Linked DNA regions of Anas platyrhynchos: region 2 is linked to region 1. A link is a contact called in public Hi-C data. All regions are on one chromosome and are shown on one strand. The core of a region is the stretch at or near the end of the contact, and the rest is flanking DNA. Distances in the headings are between cores, read along the strand shown.

Evidence for each region. A called contact is a pair of places that touch in the nucleus more often than the background predicts.
Region 2: a Hi-C map of small yellow follicle shows a contact between it and region 1, with 2.6 times the contacts expected there. The contact joins two enhancer-like sites. A contact is called at or near these places in 2 of 8 Hi-C or Micro-C datasets (small yellow follicle and subcutaneous adipose tissue).

Annotation. Positions count from the first base shown.
Region 1 is chr1:111,597,887-111,601,593 of IASCAAS_PekinDuck_T2T, reverse strand. All of the region lies in intron 2 of RUNX1 (RUNX family transcription factor 1), which reads left to right. Among named protein-coding and RNA genes, the nearest start is that of RUNX1, 32 kb to the left of the region's middle. Within about 2 kb of position 1,658, at least 4 of the 8 cell types and tissues checked have an H3K27ac peak or open chromatin away from gene starts, as enhancers often do. A contact at or near this core is called in small yellow follicle, where this site is marked.
Region 2 is chr1:111,773,440-111,777,156 of IASCAAS_PekinDuck_T2T, reverse strand. No RefSeq gene overlaps it. Among named protein-coding and RNA genes, the nearest start is that of RUNX1, 140 kb to the right of the region's middle. Within about 2 kb of position 2,451, at least 6 of the 8 cell types and tissues checked have an H3K27ac peak or open chromatin away from gene starts, as enhancers often do. A contact at or near this core is called in small yellow follicle, where this site is marked.

The DNA of each region.
Region 1 (3,707 bases), core at 409-2,908:
TGCATGTTTAAGTAAGTGCAGCCACTTAAGGTATTTCAGGATGAACTTCTCAGTTCCTCTGTTTCTGTGTGGGACACACACTCCTGGCTTTATAGTTACTCTCTGAAATGCTGCTCGTGCTTTCAAGAGGAATATAAGCTTTTGCCTCTGTACTTTTCCAAGGCTCTAAGACTATTTAGGACAGAAACATTGTCCAAAGCAAAGCTGAGAAGGATTTCCTGAACATCTTAGATTCTTTCCATACATGTAAAAAAAAAAAAAAAGGAAAAAAAAAGGAAGGTTGGATTTTTTTCTCAGGTATGTCAACATACCAAATTAGGCAATTAGGCCCTCCATTATTTCCATGTCCAACCCTCCATGTACCATAAATAGGATGTGCCTGAAGTTCAGCATCCACCAGTTCCCCCCTGAGTTGGCTGTAAGGCTTTGGGTGCAGATAATGGCAGATCTGTGACCCTGTCACTTACAAGAAAAGTTTTCATGTATATTCCTAGTGTTGGTGATGTCATGCAGCAGCACTTTTTCACAAGGGTGTTTTTTTTCTTCTTTTTTTCAAGAAAAAGAAACGGATGAGTCATTTCTTACAGGCAGCTTTTTCCCTTCTTGTTCACTCATCATCAAAGTGCAAATCATGGCTTAACTATGTGCAATTGCAAATTGGTTTGGCATAGTTGTGTCTAGATCTACTGAGTTTCCCACTTGTGGGAGTCTCCCATTACTCTTTCTCCTCTCTGACTCACTTGCATGTGTACCAGTGATTTCACTACCAGCTGTCTCACTGCTCCAAAAGGTCTAAAATGGGATCTATGTATATATTCCCTGAATTAGATATAGATCTCTGCCATTTTGGCATTGTGCATATAACCTAGGATACACCTCAGCCCATTGACATTTCACTCTTTTTAATATTAAACTTGGGTGCACTGACTGCTTTTGCAGACTGGAAAAATAATTAGGACACATTTCCACACACTTCCAAAGAAGTGTGTGGAGCATTAGCCATGCAGTTCCCATTGACTCTAATGGAAGGTTCATATCTAAAGCCTTGTGCAATTGCTTTGGAAGTTTTAGGGGAATTTATTACATTGCCTACTGGTTGAGAAGTTATGTTATTGGTTTAGTGGTAGCTGTAATCACTGTAATGAAGTTAAGCCATAGGAGAAGAAGGTCAGAAACCAAATGTCCTCTAGTCATTACACTAACACTGTTAGATCAGTTTGTACAGCTGCTGAAACAAACAAACAAAAACAACAATAACAAAAATCCCTTGCATGTATGATAGGGTAATAACTATTTCAGATTTAGGTCAGTCCTGCATGTCTGGAAGTTGTGCTCCAGATCAGCATGCCAGAAGATTGCAAGTTCCAAAAATGCACAGGGAAAGGTGACTGTTGATCAGAGACACTTATAAAAAAAAAAAACACGAGATGTATGGGGATGAGGCTCATCTCACCTAACTATCTACAAGTCAGGCATCCAGCTCAAGTTAGTCTGTTCTCTCTTCTCTAGTTCATGGGGGCAGAGGAGGGGAGAGAGGCACCTCCATATAGGGTTTGTTCCCAGCACAAGATAAGTCTCTAAGATAAGTAGGTTGAATCACCCTCTGGCAGTGCCTTTGTAACCTCCAGTGACTATAAAGGGAGCATAGTTTAGACTGGCTTAGACAAGACAAAGCTAAAATTAGGTGAGATGAATCCCACCCTAAGCTTTGCACCCAGACAAATTGCTCTACAACAGCATGGCAGGGGAATCTGAGACTGTAGGTTGGGAGTGCTGACTGTTTAGTTTCCATACACTGCTGTCCCTGGGCTACCATCTTGCTCTCGGAGTTTTGCCCTACCCCATAGAGGTCATGAGAGTCCACTGACTTTCCTAAATTTGATTCAAGTCTATGATGCTCTTCGGTAAGTTATATAGGTAATTGTTCTTTCTGCTGCGAAAGCTGTGATATGCTACAAAATGGGATTTAAATAGGATGATCACAAGGATTTTTACCAGCGTTTTCCCCTGGCTTTTAAAAAAAGGAAAAGTTTGGCAAAGACACAATACCCTTGAAGATTGGTCCACCTTCTTTCTCTCTCATCTTATCTGCCTCTTCTACCCTGCAGGCAAAATGCATGGGATTCCAGAGGCTGACAGTTCCTCCTTAGTTCTAGGAAAGTAGTTAATTATCTAAATCACTCCATAATTGACTCACTTCCACTACTACTTCAGAAAGAAGCCATAGCAAGGAGGTAGAATTGGAGTACTAAGATCCAAGGAGCATAACTAGGCAGTGAAAACTTGCCAGTTCCTATCAATGTTCTTCCAGGAAAGCTATCTCTGTCCACTGCTTGGCTTTTCGACTTTTGTCCCCTCATTACTGGCAACTATCTTTTGGATTTATGCCTTTTGAAGTGCAGAATTGCTGTCAGTATGCAACTTTGGTTGCGCTTTGGACAGTGTGTTTTTAAAAACAAGAAAGTGATGCTGGAAATGTGTCTCTTTCAGTGCCAGCACTCCTAGAAAGCATCTTGTCTGGGTACTTTATTCCTCTGCTTCCACAGAGCTGCTGCCATCCACAGGAGCATCACTAGTAAATGATGAGTGAGCTGTCAGCATTTTTGTCATCTGTGTTTCACAAAATGCTTATCTGACATGAAAATAATTCTCGAGCCTCCAGAACTGGTCTGTAGCTTCTGTGATGCAGGGATTTCACGTGAGCTCCCCAGAACTTCCCATGTGGGCAGAGCCGGATCTGCCAGCATAACAGTCTGTGTCTTTGGGTTTGGCACCTCCGCTTGAAACTCTAGCAAAAGCTCCCCATCCAGAGTTGTGCAAACAGCAACAAAAATAGGAAGATCAACTTAGTAATGTCAGCTTAGTGCAGTAGGCTCATTCGCACAGTTAGAAAACCATTTCTCTGCACTTCCTATTATTGAAATGTTGCAGAACAAAAGTTTTATTGCATGATGGAAATGGTAAGATTTTTTTTTTAGATCAAAGGAAGTTTAAAACTATCTATAAGATGTCAGCATTTCTAGCAATGAAGTATATAAACAACAAATCAAAAAGTAATTTTACCTGAATCATCATAAACACAGTGTTACCACTTTCAATATGCTACTTTTAGGAAACCCTAGAAAGAAGGAATGGATTTACTATCAATTGATCAATGTACTGTAAAAATGCCTAGTCAGTTAGGAATATCTATGTAATTACCTGTGGTGGACTGCAGCAATAACCACACCACTCTGGAAACTCTGTATTTTCACCACACAATTTTTTAAACAGTTCCCATAGTTGACTGGTGGCCATTCTTTTCATTTTGACATTATAATAGGAAGACATATAGCTCAAACTCACATTTCTTTAGATGTCCTCATTGAGATTATTGCAGTAGCCATTTGAGGAATCAGCCATTTTTTACAAAGTACAGTCTGAAATTACCATGTTTACTCCAGTAATGTAAGTATGAGCTATCTCCTAGGTATCTAGCTGTCTAGTTGTTTTATTTTCTTATCCTGTAGTAGCTTTAGCCCTTTTTCCCCCATGCCAATCCTATTTGCAAAGGAGATACCAGCTGTGTAACTAAGGAATGAGTTTACACTGCATGTTGAAAGTGAAACAAGCTGCCTTGTCCTGATGTCCATTGAGAGTATCCAGAAGAAGAAATTAGTCTGAAACAACTTGTGTACTCTAAGTTCACATTCTGATTTCACTGAAGT
Region 2 (3,717 bases), core at 1,202-3,701, 170 kb before region 1:
GGTGGGACCCAGCCAGTTAATCGGAGCAAGTGAAGTGCTGGGAAACATTGCTGGCCCCCTTCTAATATTGCAAGTCCTTGCATGAGCCCAAGGGATGACCTCTTTAGTGGGAAAGACTAACTCTCTAAAATCCTGCAGCAAACAAGCATTTTTAATGCAGCCATACAGGCAGTTTTGTTGCTCAGTTGTGCTTCCTGCTAGCGATTTGATAATTGATATCTCCAGCCACTGATTTACATTGCTTTCTTCCTTAAATAATCAGGACTACAACAAACCCCACCAAACTCCCCAGCCCAATTAGAGCTGTATTCACACAATTTACAGATTAGCATTTTTGAAATGCTCATCCTTAGCACAGAGAATGGGGCTGCAGCATCTTCCAATTATACAGAGCAATTAGAGAAGATCATCAAGACATTCTGAGGTCTCATTAGGGAAAGTATTGGTTGTTACAGGCATCTTCACAGATTACAGCAGTGTCTAGGGCCCACGTCACCCCCCCGCAACACACATGCTCTTTTCGAGGAGCTGGACCATGACTTGCTCCTGTTGAAACAATGGTCAATGCTCACAGAATAGTCTTAGATTGGCTTCTTTTGAAATAAATGATTTTTTTTTCACACTATCAAATACCTTGAAGTATATATAAAAAAAAAAAAACACACTGAATTTATCTGTTCTTTTAGTTTCCTAATTGAGTATCCTCTGGTAGGCAAGGACAACATCCACAGCAAAATTCTTGGGTACTTCCTTATAGAAAAATATGAACGGTCTGTGCCTCATGGTTGGAAATGCATATTTCCGTGGGAAAAAAAAAAAAAAAAAGAGCTTAAACGAATAAAAATAGAATTTTCTTATAATGTTGTTCATGTTTAATCAGCATGTAGAGTGAAGCAGTTTTTAAACTCAAAGCAGTGAATCCTTCTACTACACTTCTGCTTTTGCTTGGGGGAACAAGGTATGGGGGATCAGAGATGAAATAACGAACGTGTAAATGGTCAAATTTTCAGATCAGTCTGGAGGCTTGAAAGGGATGCAAGTCACTTGTAAGGCTCATCATGCCTTTATGCACCAGGGTAAATTCCCCCTTTAATGGCAACCTACACTGAGGAGTGCCCTGGGGGCAAAAAGAAACATGTACGGGAATTTGCAATGGCACAGCAGAGTCACAAAACACATACCCTGACCTGCCCAAATCATCTGAAGTGACTCCTATCATGCAGTCATGCAAGGTCCAACAGACTCTGACTAATGATGCTGTCAGCTGATCCTTGAGACGTTACTCTAGCTGTCTGTCCCGTGCATGGCTGGCATCCTCTGCAGGGCACGGTGTGGTTGCTCAGTCGTGCTGCCAGCAATGTGATCCTCTGCCATTAAGGTTACCTAAGCATCTCAAAAGCTGGGGAAGCAGCAGAGGCAGAAGGCAGAGGTGCAGCTGGGGGGCAGAAGGGGACCATTGTGGGATGGTCACCAGCAGACACTCCTCTCACAGTCCAAGGCAGAACCTGCCAAAGGTGTCAACTTCACTTTTTTTCTTCTCTTAACAGGATAGCTAAAAAGCCCTTTCTTCAGTGATATCACACTGTAGTTCGTGATGTCACCTTCTGTCACCAGGGACTGCTGATGGCATCAGAAGGAATGGTTCCAGGAGTAAGCAGAGTGTCAAACTGGTCAGTCTGTGTTAGAAGAAACCACTTGTGTTTTTACAGCTGTCTGGAGTACTACATTCTCACAAACCAAACTGAAACCAAAACCAAAACCTGAACCAAAAATGTTACTCTGAGGTTATTTTTGAGACTATTTCTGTTTTATCTCAAGGTGACAAGAAAGATCACTGCTGAGAGACACGTTCAAGAAGATACATATTGTACATGGCAACTTAACAGAAATTGTGATGTACGAAGCTGCAGAAAAAAAAATAAAAATAAAAAAATATTCCCTGTTCAGGTAGAAGGTGGTTCTTTATTAATAGCCTATATCTATATGTAGATAGACAGACAGACAAATATTTTATTTATTTATTTATTTATTTATTGTGGGACATTTCCAGAATACCTATTCAGTAGGAAGTTAATGAAGTCTGAAAGAAAGTTTTAAGTGGCGTCTTTGCTTAGGAAGTCACTTTTCGCAGGAAAAATTACTTGTGTTTCTCTGTATTTATGTTGGTGCTTACATACCCTGCCATTGTAGCAGGATTGGGTTGTGCAACTTGCTGCTGCTGGTTGTCATGGAGAACATTGCACAAAGCCAGACAGTGAAGAGATAAGAGCAGAGGTTTTCAGTGATATTTTGGTTCATTTTGGAATGCTGTATTTAAGTTTAGGGAGCAAAATTATGGGAAAAGCAAAACAAATTATTACTGGCAGTGCTCTTTTTTAACTTCAGAAGACAGAGGAATGGGGGAGTGACTGCAGACTGTAAACAAGCCATCCTATCTGCAGCCATGACTAGCGTGAGCGGCATTCTTTAGGAGCTCAACCTTGAATGGTCCTCAGGGATCAGGTTTCTGGCATATTGCACTCCTGATGGTACGAGAAAATCAAGTTCAGAAATGTTGCATTAGCAGCATGTCTCGGTGTCGACATCTTCGCTTTAATCCACTCCCCTGGGGGTCATGATGTACCTTCTAGCTGGTTATTGCCAAACGTGTATTTATATACTATCTGTAGAACAGATATATAGAACTTGTTTAAAATCAGAGGGCAAATTTTGACTTTAATTCTGAGCTCCTCTGCTCCTCCGTAAGGTGCTGGTTTGCCCTAAGGGCAGTGTCCCTGAGGTTATTTCCATGCACGGTGCAATAGAAGCAGCAGGTATGCCCAGGTGCCAGGTGCTGGACCAGGAGCACTGAGCCCACGCCTCTCCTCTGGGATGCATGTACATCTCAGCCATGAGGGCAGGCATGCTGGATATCTCTGGATGTCTTCCTTGGGAGCACTGGATGCATGAATATAAAGAGAGACAGAAAAAATGAGAGGAAAAACTTGCTGGAGAAAGCACAGTTTGATGCTAACACTGGAACATGCCACTCTGTCCTCCCATTCTTGTTTGTTTGTGCCACAAAACAAGGAGCCTTCTAATGAGGACAGGGGCTGAAATCTGAAGATGGGAGACCAAAGTTTCCCAGCAATTTGAAGGCATGCTTTCCTGCACATCAGGCTTGGGGAGGAGGGCAGAAAACCTTCTAGAGCAAGAAAATTCTTTAACAAAAAGTGCATATATTTCATATGAATCATCTCTTTGACTCAGCTGAGACAAAACAGAGGTATTTATTTTCCAGACTGGTATCTTTAAAACTGTCTACAGTTTGGGGTATTGATTCTGACTTCAGGAAGTTTTTTCTGTTCCTTCTATCACCATGAGACAGGATTAAATTACAATTGATTTTATTATGGATTAAATATGTTTTTTTTCTGGATTAATTTCTAATGAAAGTACAACTGCTTTGAAAATTTACCCTACCACCAAGCCCAACATCTATAAATTAGAATTAATGGCTTGTTGAATATAATCCACCAGTTTGTTTCTCTGCTTTCTGTGATCCATTCCCACCTCTGCCTTTGCAGTTTTCAAAAATAGCAGTGGGTTGTTTTTTTTAAGTGCCTGAGAGTTTTGGAAACCCTAATCCGAAGGGGAATTGGACGGCTACCTCCCTCTGACAGCTTTGCAAACCTCAGCTAGGGCGTTTTCACCCTTTCCCGCTCGCTCATCCCCTCC